2 separate regions of the Mus musculus genome follow, and region 2 is linked to region 1. The links are chromatin contacts, called in public HiChIP or PLAC-seq maps. All regions are on one chromosome and are shown on one strand. Each heading gives the region's core, a stretch centred on a gene start, on an enhancer-like site or on the middle of the called end of the contact. The rest is flanking DNA. Distances are from core to core; before and after follow the strand shown.

Region 1 (4,509 bases), core at 127-2,626:
AGCTGAGTGGCTTGTCATGCTCCCACCCTGTGCCCATCGTTCCTGGTCTCAGAGACACAGCTTGCTCTCCATGCAGCGTGAGAGGGAGAGACGGTGGGAACAAACTTGTCCCGGATGCCTGAGCACCGTTCTAGCTATCTGAAACCAGCAGGTTCAGGACAACCCCAGGGAGAAGACATTCTTCTCCATTCATTTGGGAACTTGGTCTCCTGACCTAGAACTGAAAATACAGAAATAAAAGCAGGAGGGTCTCCAGGCCTAGTGACTTTATTTTATATTCTGTATCTGTATTGACTTAGTATCAGGGGAACTGGTTTTAAAGCTATTTCCTGTGTAATTAACTTCTCTAAGCCTAAGGTGACTACCCTGTCCCAGTTTGCCTAGACTTAAACCTGTGTGTGTGTGTGTGTGTGTGTGTGTGTGTGTGTGTGTGTGTGTGTGTGTGTGTAGGGTATGACATCCTTGGGTGTCATTTCTCAGATGCCATACACCTTGTTTTTTGAGTCAGGATCTTTTGCTGGCCTGGAATTAATCAAGTAGGCCAGGCAGGCTGCCCAGCAGGCTCAAGGGCTCTATCTGCTTGTCTGTGCAAGGACCGTAGATGGATGTGTGCTTATGGCCCACAGGAGATTGGACTAATGTTCTCATGCTCGCATAGCAAACACTTACTGACTAAGTTGGCTCCTCAGCCCCAAACCATCTTGTTGGGTTTGGGGTTTTTTGTGGGGAGCAGGGAGATGTTTTGGGCTTTGGTTTTGGCTTTTTACAGTGGTAAGACCTGTGTCCCCAGAGACTACTCAGTTCTGGGCAAATGGGTCCAGTTGGACACCCTTTAAAACTAATTCCCTCATGATGAAATGATAATAGTGGAGTTTCTGTGAAGTTTCTCTGAAAAATTGCTCACTCAAAACCTCCAGGATGCTGGCATATATACATACATGCACATATATGTACACATGTTCATATATAGGCACTCAACTGATGATTTCTTAAATTGAAAACTTAGTTTACTGTAGCAAGTTAGGAAGATGCAAGAGTGGAGGGGGGCTAAAAAATGGGCTTCCATAGTTTAAATGGGTAACGATTTTAAATGTTGACGAACATAAGGAGATCCCTCGCAGAGGGTCTCATGGCTCTCTCGTAGGAGTGCCCCATTAAGGTTCAGTTAAGTGCTCCAGGTGAGACTTCCTCTGACAGGAAAAGCGCTAATCCCATGCACTCTCACATCTGAAGAAGCAAAGTGGATGAAACTCCCCTGAGCAGAGCCACAGGAAATGCCTTAGAACCCTGAGTCTTAGTCTTATGGGTTAGCACCTGGCTACCCTGTGGCATTGGCTTTTGGCCAGGAGATAGGACAGGGAGGCACAGATGAGAGGCTCCCACGAGAGCCTGAGTCTGCAGTTCACCCCCTGTGACTGCAGACGCGTAGTCTTCACACGTCCGGTCTGGTCACCACATCTGTAAAATGAGGAAGAGAAAGCAGACAAGGTGTCTAACGGACAGACAGCAAGGAGGTCCAGAGCATGGGTCCACCACCCACGAGGCACCCATAGGGCAGTGGCTTTGGGGGCTGTCATTGTACCCTGTGCCTTGGCCCATGTCCTCATAAGTGATGATGGTGTGAACTAAGGCGCTTCTTGGTGCATGGGAAGTTCTCAGTAAGTACCACTCATTTTGTTGTCCGCCCCCTACTCTGGGCCTAACATGGAGGTCAACCGTGCCATCCTTCCCTCCCTACATCACCAAGGGTTAATGAATAATAAGCATTTATTAGGGTGTTTGGTTAGGTTCCTTTTCCCTCCTGAGCCTGCCCTATCACTCAGCTGGCTCATGTTGAACTTGAGGCAGACTTTAGAACCTCTTGATCTTTATGAGAGCTGTAGGCAAGCCAGGTCTCCCTCACACTGCCCTTGTGCAATTTCGTTTTGGAAACCGTGTTCGAGACATTAGATTTATTGATGCTGAGTTTCATCTGCTTGCTTTTGACCCAACATTCTCCACTGTCGAGATCATCCCAGACTCTAAATCTGTCAGCTCCTCCAGCTTGGAGTCATCTGCAAATTTGATGCACATGTTCCCCACATCTTCATCCAAGGTCTCAGCTTGAAACAACTATTTTTATAGATAAAAATAGACACTGAGATACAGGCCATTCTGCAGATCAGAGGGACCCACACTCAAGGCTGAGCAGCGGGGGAAACTCACCATGTGGAAGCAGGGGCTTACGACCCTAGATCAGATGTAAGACTTTTCCATACGTATGCCACTTACATGTGCCGGTATCTTCTCCCGAGGTTCCAGAATGTTTCCAGTGATGACAAGGAGAGTTCACTTCAAGGCCACCTGTGGTCACTTCCAACTTCTAAACCTGAGTCTACCAGGATGGGTTGAGTCTGTTGGCAACAAAGGCAGCCCCCAAAGCCAAGACCTGCCTTTCCCTATCCCACTGCTTCTCTAGCCAAAGATACCTGCTACTCATCCAAGAACTGCATCTTTATTGGCTCAGGGAGGTACAGGCCGTGGTGACTTAATACACTGCCTGCTTCTAGGGGGGTGGGGGGAGGGTCATGGAGTCTGAGCCACACTAAGACAGAGCTGCTCTCGGCCACCAGGAGCTGCCCATGGTTCTGAGCACAACCAGCCCAGGTCTTGAGGGCATCCTGTGTTACAGCGCAGGGTGGCCGGCAGGGCTTACTAACAAGAATGCAAGTCAGCATTATGGGAAAGGCCTTTGGCAAAGTACTAGGAAAAAGCTAGGAAAAAAAAATCTATGAGAAATTTCCTTAGAAAATGGTTTTAGAATAAATGCACAGGAACAAGTTCTATTTCTCCAGATAGTGGGACAACTCTCTAAGTAGTTTGGAGCTTCTCAAAGCCTCATGCCCACCTTCAGCCTCCATACAGTAGCAGACAGCTGATCAGATGTCCCCTAGCCCAGGACAGCCTTGTGGCTCTTGGAGGCATGACCTACTCTTTTGCTTTTGTTTTTCATGAATAAGTGTGCAGTCTATGTGCATATGTGTTCACAGATATGTGGGCACAAGTATGTGCTGTGCGTGGAGGCTAGAGATTGATCTCTTGAGTCTTCTACACATTGCTCTGACCTTTATTCCCTGAAGAGGGACTGACAGTATGGCTAGTCATGCTAGCCAGTCTGTTCCAGGGATCTCTGTCTATCTTCCAAGCATTGAAATTACAAGAGGGCCGCCATGATCACCTAGCATTTACATGGGTTCTGGGGACCTGAACTCTGATCCTCACACTGACTGCTTAGGCAGCAAGTGCCTTAGCTGCTGAACCATCTTCTTGGCCTATGCATCCCCCTCCCTTTGTAGGGAAAAGGATGATAAAGGCGATGATGGAGAGGGATGGTACCCATGACGGACCGCTGAGTCAGCCGTTGTTCTGGCCCTTCTCAACAGGCATCTCCTCTCCCTTGGGAAGCAGATGTTTTGTTATTCCCATTTTACTGAGGAGTAAACTGGAGCCCACTGTGACTGTAAGCAGACAGATCGGAAGCCCAGTCTCTGCCCATGACATTGCAGCCTGTCTCTGTAGTAACCTCCAGCTGGCTTTCTCATGACTCAAGCAGCCTCTTGGGGACAGAGCAAAGCTGCTCACCAGCCCCTGTGTGTCACCAACCCCTGTGCTATGTTGGGTCAGAATTCCAGGCTCACTGGAGAAGGGGCAGAGCAAATCTGGTGACTTAGCCTTTTAGTGCATATGGCATCAATCTCCTTTGTCCCTGGACAATGGCCCTTTAATTAGAGCAAGCCCCCGGTTATGGGTGGCTGTAAGCTATCATGAAGGTGCTGAGAACTGAACCTAGGTCCTCTACAAAAGCATTAAATGTTCTTAATTGTTGGGACATCTCTTCAGTACCCACAGTATGTATCTTAAATGTTACCCCCAAGCTCATGTGGTAAAGGCTTGATCCCCAGTGTTACGGCATTCAGAGGTGACTGGATGACAAGGGCTTTGAACTCACAAAGGGATAGATCTGTTAATGGATTCTTAGTGGAGTTTAGGGAAGGAGATTTGTTTTGTAAGTGCATGCATCCTCTCTTTCTGCTGCCTGGCTACCATGAAAGGAACAGCTTTCTTTTGTCCCAGGAAATCGGTCACAATGCTCTGTCCCACCACAGACCCAGAACAAGGTTGCCAAGTGGCCAAGGGCTGAGCCCCTTGTGATTGTGAACCAAAATTTTTTCTCCTCTGCAGTGATTGCTTGGAGATGCTCATCTCAGTGGCAGAAAATGGCTAACACATGGACGATCTCTGTGCCTTATTGAATCATGTGGAGTTAAGGGTGGAGCTCCACAAAGCCACATCTGTTAGCACATCTGTGGGTTAGGCACTAACCCACTTCAGCTCTTCCTGATGTTCCTTTTCACCCCATCAAGCAGTGCCTTCCCCTTATACCTTTTTTTCCGTGAATTGTCCCTCCTGAGTAGAGGCAATGACCGCTCCACTTCTTTGGCCTGGACAAATGATTTGTCCAGAAGGCAA
Region 2 (4,535 bases), core at 1,756-4,255, 500 kb after region 1:
GAAAAAACAAAACAGCAAACTATGAAACGTTGCTAAAAGAAATTAAAAACATAAATAAATGGAAATGTATTCCATGTTCATGGATTGAAGAACAAGGCTATTAAAATGACGATCGTACTAAAGTGTCCACCAGATTTTATACCTCTATGTGCTTCATGTCGTGATCAAAATGTGTATCCCCAAATTTATACTCTGAAACTTAATTACCATTATAATAGTATTTGGAGCTGGAGTCCTGCTCTGATAAAATAAGCTTTTTATTGTTGTTACTGTTTTCTAAACTACTTTTATTTATTATGTATGGCATAGGGATGGGGCATTGCCATAGCGCACCTGTGGAAGTCAGAGGACAACTTTTAGGGATTCAGCTCTCCTTTGCCACCATGTGAATCTGAGAGCTTGAACTAATGCCATCAGTTAGCCAAGATTCATCCATCTGTCTATTCATGCATCTGTTCATCCATCGATCATCTATTATCTATCTATCCATCCTTCCATCAATTCATCATCCATCCACCCAACCATTCATTTATTTGTTCACAAAATATTATAATCACATACTATGTGCAGTCTCTGTGCCAGGAAAAGATAGAGTGATAATTCAGACAGTTCCAAATGAGTGATGGATGGATGGATGGATGGATGGATGGATGGATGGATGGATAATTGATAAATTGATGGTAGATAAATGGGTAGACTGGTGGATGAATGGATGGGTGGGTGGATGAATGGATGGATGCTTAGATGCTTGGATGGATGCTTGGATAGATGAATGAATAAATACTGGATAACCAATGGCCTCAGATATGCCTGAGCTCACAGCAAACACGGCTCTATCTTGGTTCCCAAACCCTGCCCACAGTATGAGTCACACACTCTCTAGCAACCACACACTTCTTTCCACAGTGAGGTTGCCCAGAGGGGCCCTGAGTCTCAGAGAGTGTCAGGAAAACTCAGCTCACACACAGTTCTTGCCCACGTCTGCTTGCCACGAAGCTTTGATGTGACCCTTGTGAGTCAGAGCTGCTGTTATCCTGATGCGCTTCTGCTTTCAACAGCCCTGTGAAGTTTCAGGGACGGGTTCAGAAAAGTCCAAGGGACGGGTTCTGCCTCTGGGCTCTGATTGCAGACCTCTTTTAAGTTTGGTTACTCCTCGATTTCGGTATGAATGGACCTGTGGTTGGAAAGGACAAGGGTATCAGGGGGAAACTGGTGGCCTTTCTCCTGTAACACAAGGAAGAGATGTACAGTAGCCACTGGGAAGAAACTGTCTTCGGCCTGTCTCTTCTGACGCACAGGCAGGCAGTCTTCTTGATACCTCTTCCCATCAGACTTGGGTCTGGCTCCTTCCTGACACACCTTGGACACTCATCCCAGTTCTTGACCACAGGTCTCTTCCTGCCAGGAGCTGCCTTCACCCCCAGCTCCACCTCTCTCTTCCAAGCACACTCCTGTCTAAATCCACTCATTGCTTGTCAGGTCACCAGAGCCATGAGCCCTGGAGGCCTAGAAACACTCATTTTCCACAAGGCGTCTGCTCTTGTGATGCTCTGATGCCAGGTTTTGTGTAAAGAGGATTTAGAGATCATCTCTCAGGGATGGCACCCTTAAGGCAATAGGAAGCAGCCCAGACCAACTCAGCCGTTTCGTTCTTCATCTCAGAGATAGATTGGCCTTCAGTACAATTACGACTCAGTTGTTTTTTTTTTTTAAAAAGTGTGTGTGTGTGTGTGTGTGTGTGTGTGTGTGTGTGTGTGTGTATGCTCATGATATGAAAGCCCAAGTACATGTGTGTGCATGCACATGTAGGTTGACATCAGACGTGTCTTCCTCTACCGCTCTCCATCTTGTTTTTTGAGACATGATTTCCCCTGAAACTGAGGCTTACCAGTTCTGCAAGGAGGACAGTGATTCCTAAGGATCTTGCTGTCTCTGCGTCCCCAGCTCTGGGATTACAGGTGCTCACCATCATGCCTGGTTTTAATGGCGGGCTAAGCCATCTCCCCAACACCCTACCCCCTCCTTTTTTTTAAACTTTTGAACATCAAGTAAGATACTGGTGACAAGCATGCTCTGTGGACTGGGTAGCCGCATGCACGCATGTGGGAGAATATCAGGACCATCATTTTCATTCTTCCTATTTACTGTTCCTGTAACTATCAGCACCATCAGCATTATCAGCATCATCAGCAGCATCACCATTATCTCCCCACCCCTCACTTCTCATGCACACGTTATCTTCCCAACTGGCCTGTTGAGCATCTCTCTACTAGGGACCAACCAGTGGCTTATTTCCAACCTCTCGTTTTCCCACACATAGCACAGGGCTCTCTACACAATAGGTAACAGAGATGGTTTCCCAATTGATTGATAAACTCAGAGAAAAATAAATCCAAGGAAGAGTATTGTGTCTGATGAGAGGTCTTCCACAGCCCCTGCTTCCTTCCTTTGAGCATCTTGAAACAAACAAGGAGAGCAGCATGGTGATAAAATTCAAGTGGGCTGTCCCATGCCACCTTATGCCAGGACACTTCTCTTTCCAAAGCCTTCAGCCTTTCTAAGAAAGGAGTCCAGGAAGCCCCACTGTTGGCAAACTGAGCAAGCTTCGGCCATGCCAACTCCAGGAGGACTAAGTCGTTGGCTATGCCCGACCTTGAGGCAGGACTCTACCTCTTGACCTTTGGATGTTTTGGCAGGGACTATCACTCCACTGAAAGAAGCCCTTCTCCATAAGGGAGATGGCTATTTGTACATGCAACTTCATAAGTTCCTCTTGGCATACTTGCAAATGTCTCTTTCTTACTCCTTGATGCACCAAGACTTCAAGAAGTAAAGTGTCAGTTTAAGGCTCATAAGGGAGGTAAGGCAGAGCTCTGCTCACCTCTCATTTCCCATCGAGCACTCAGAAGCATGCTGGCTGAGCCTGCTGCCAAGTCTCTCCCTGAGTCCCCTGGCTCCCTATTGCACAGGACGCTAAGGTCAACCACATCCTGCCACGTCCTCGCAGAAGAGATATCAGTCCCCACCACTAGCATTCTCTGTCCCACCACAGCCAGGCCAGCCCAGGAAGACTCAGGGCTTCCTTCTCCCTCTGATAACCACTGAGCGTCAGAGCCTTGCTCCAAGCTCCCGCATCAGAGTCAGCTGAGGAGTTTGCTCACACTGCAAAGCTGTAGGCCAGCTGCAAGGTGGGGAAAATGAAGGAAGGCTCAGACATCTGTGTTCATGGGGCTCATTAGATTGATTCCATGAGAGCTTGAGTCTGGGAGCCTCCAGTCCAGACTGTGTGTGTGTGTGTGTGTGTGTGTGTGTCTGTGTGTGTCTGTGAGTGTGTGTGTGTCTCTGTGTATGTGTCTCTGTGTGTGTATGTCTCTGTGTGTGTCTCTGAGTGTATATGTGTCTGTGAGTGTGTCTGTGTGTACGTGTCTGTGTGTGTCTGTGTGTATGTCTGTGTGTGTATGTGTGTGTATGTCTCTTTGTATGTATGTGTCTCTGTGTGTATATATATCTAAAGATCAGGAGTCAACCTAAAGTATCAAGTGTTGTTGCTCAGAAGACGTCCAACTTGTTTTTATTTGCTGTTAATAATGAACCAGGGCCTCATTGGAACCTGAAGCTCACTGATTCAGCTAGACCAGCTGGCCAGCCAGCCCAAGGAATCCCCCTGCCTCTGCCTCCTCTGCACTAGTTTTGCATGCACATGCCACAACACTCAGCTGGAGACAGAACTCAGATCTTCAGGCTCACTCCTCAGGCACTCTACCAGTCCCCAGCCTAGAAAGGGAGGGACCCTGTCCTAGTTCCTTTGCCTGTAGGATTGCGGTGTCTTTGGCTGGTCTGTGATGCACCTGTCATGGGTGCTGCCAAAGGCTGTTGAGCTCATACTTTGCCCTCAGGAAAGCGGGTTGAGGATGTTCTTGAATCCAGCCTGAGATCTGAGACACCCAGCTCCATATAAGCAAGAGGAACAGCAAGCTGTGGAGGGAAGATAGGCCTTTGAAGGAGCATTCAGGAAGAACCTCCAGAATCAAGGCTGAGTCAAGTGGACATTGAAAGAACCTCCTTCTCAAAGTGGTGGGATGTTAGACCTCAGCTCCAAAGAGTCACTAACCCCTCTCTCAAGAGGAGGAGAATGGCCGCAGGCCAATCAAGCCTAGCTTTAATCTAGCTATGCCCAGGCTTATGCTTTGTCCAGAGCCATTTTTAAAGCTGGAAAATGTTCACAATCTGGCCTTCCCCTGCTGCCCTCCAACCATGACCAGCAAAGATGTCCTTCTGTGGCTATATGAGAAAGCCCCTGCGTGCCCAGGCAAGTTCCCTCAATACCACAGCAGCATGGTGCTGGCTAAGACTGCAGGCACTTTAAAAACAAAAGCAAAAGCAAAATGGTTGAATGAGTGAGCCACCACAGTGAGCTAGCTTAGCTCCAGGTATGCAAATGAGAAACACGAAGCTCTTTAAAAGAGCTAACTGTACAGTTCAAGGTCAGGGAAGCAGAGAGTGGGGGTTGGAATTTGTCTTATTTAAGGTACAGC

What was found. HiChIP or PLAC-seq counts read pairs in DNA pulled down with a chosen protein or histone mark.
Region 2: an H3K27ac HiChIP or PLAC-seq map of large pre-B cells shows a contact between it and region 1, with 3 times the contacts expected there. The contact joins two enhancer-like sites. A contact is called at or near these places in 1 of 484 Hi-C or Micro-C datasets (bone marrow-derived macrophages), 2 of 115 datasets of contacts at active chromatin or transcription factors (embryonic stem cells and large pre-B cells) and 1 of 9 other capture datasets (embryonic stem cells).

The regions. Positions count from the first base shown.
Region 1 is chr9:61,167,720-61,172,228 of GRCm38.p6, forward strand. No RefSeq gene overlaps it. Among named protein-coding and RNA genes, the nearest start is that of I730028E13Rik, 31 kb to the left of the region's middle. Within about 2 kb of position 1,377, at least 49 of the 459 cell types and tissues checked have an H3K27ac peak or open chromatin away from gene starts, as enhancers often do.
Region 2 is chr9:61,663,281-61,667,815 of GRCm38.p6, forward strand. No RefSeq gene overlaps it. Among named protein-coding and RNA genes, the nearest start is that of Gm34770, 4.2 kb to the left of the region's middle. Within about 2 kb of position 3,006, at least 93 of the 459 cell types and tissues checked have an H3K27ac peak or open chromatin away from gene starts, as enhancers often do.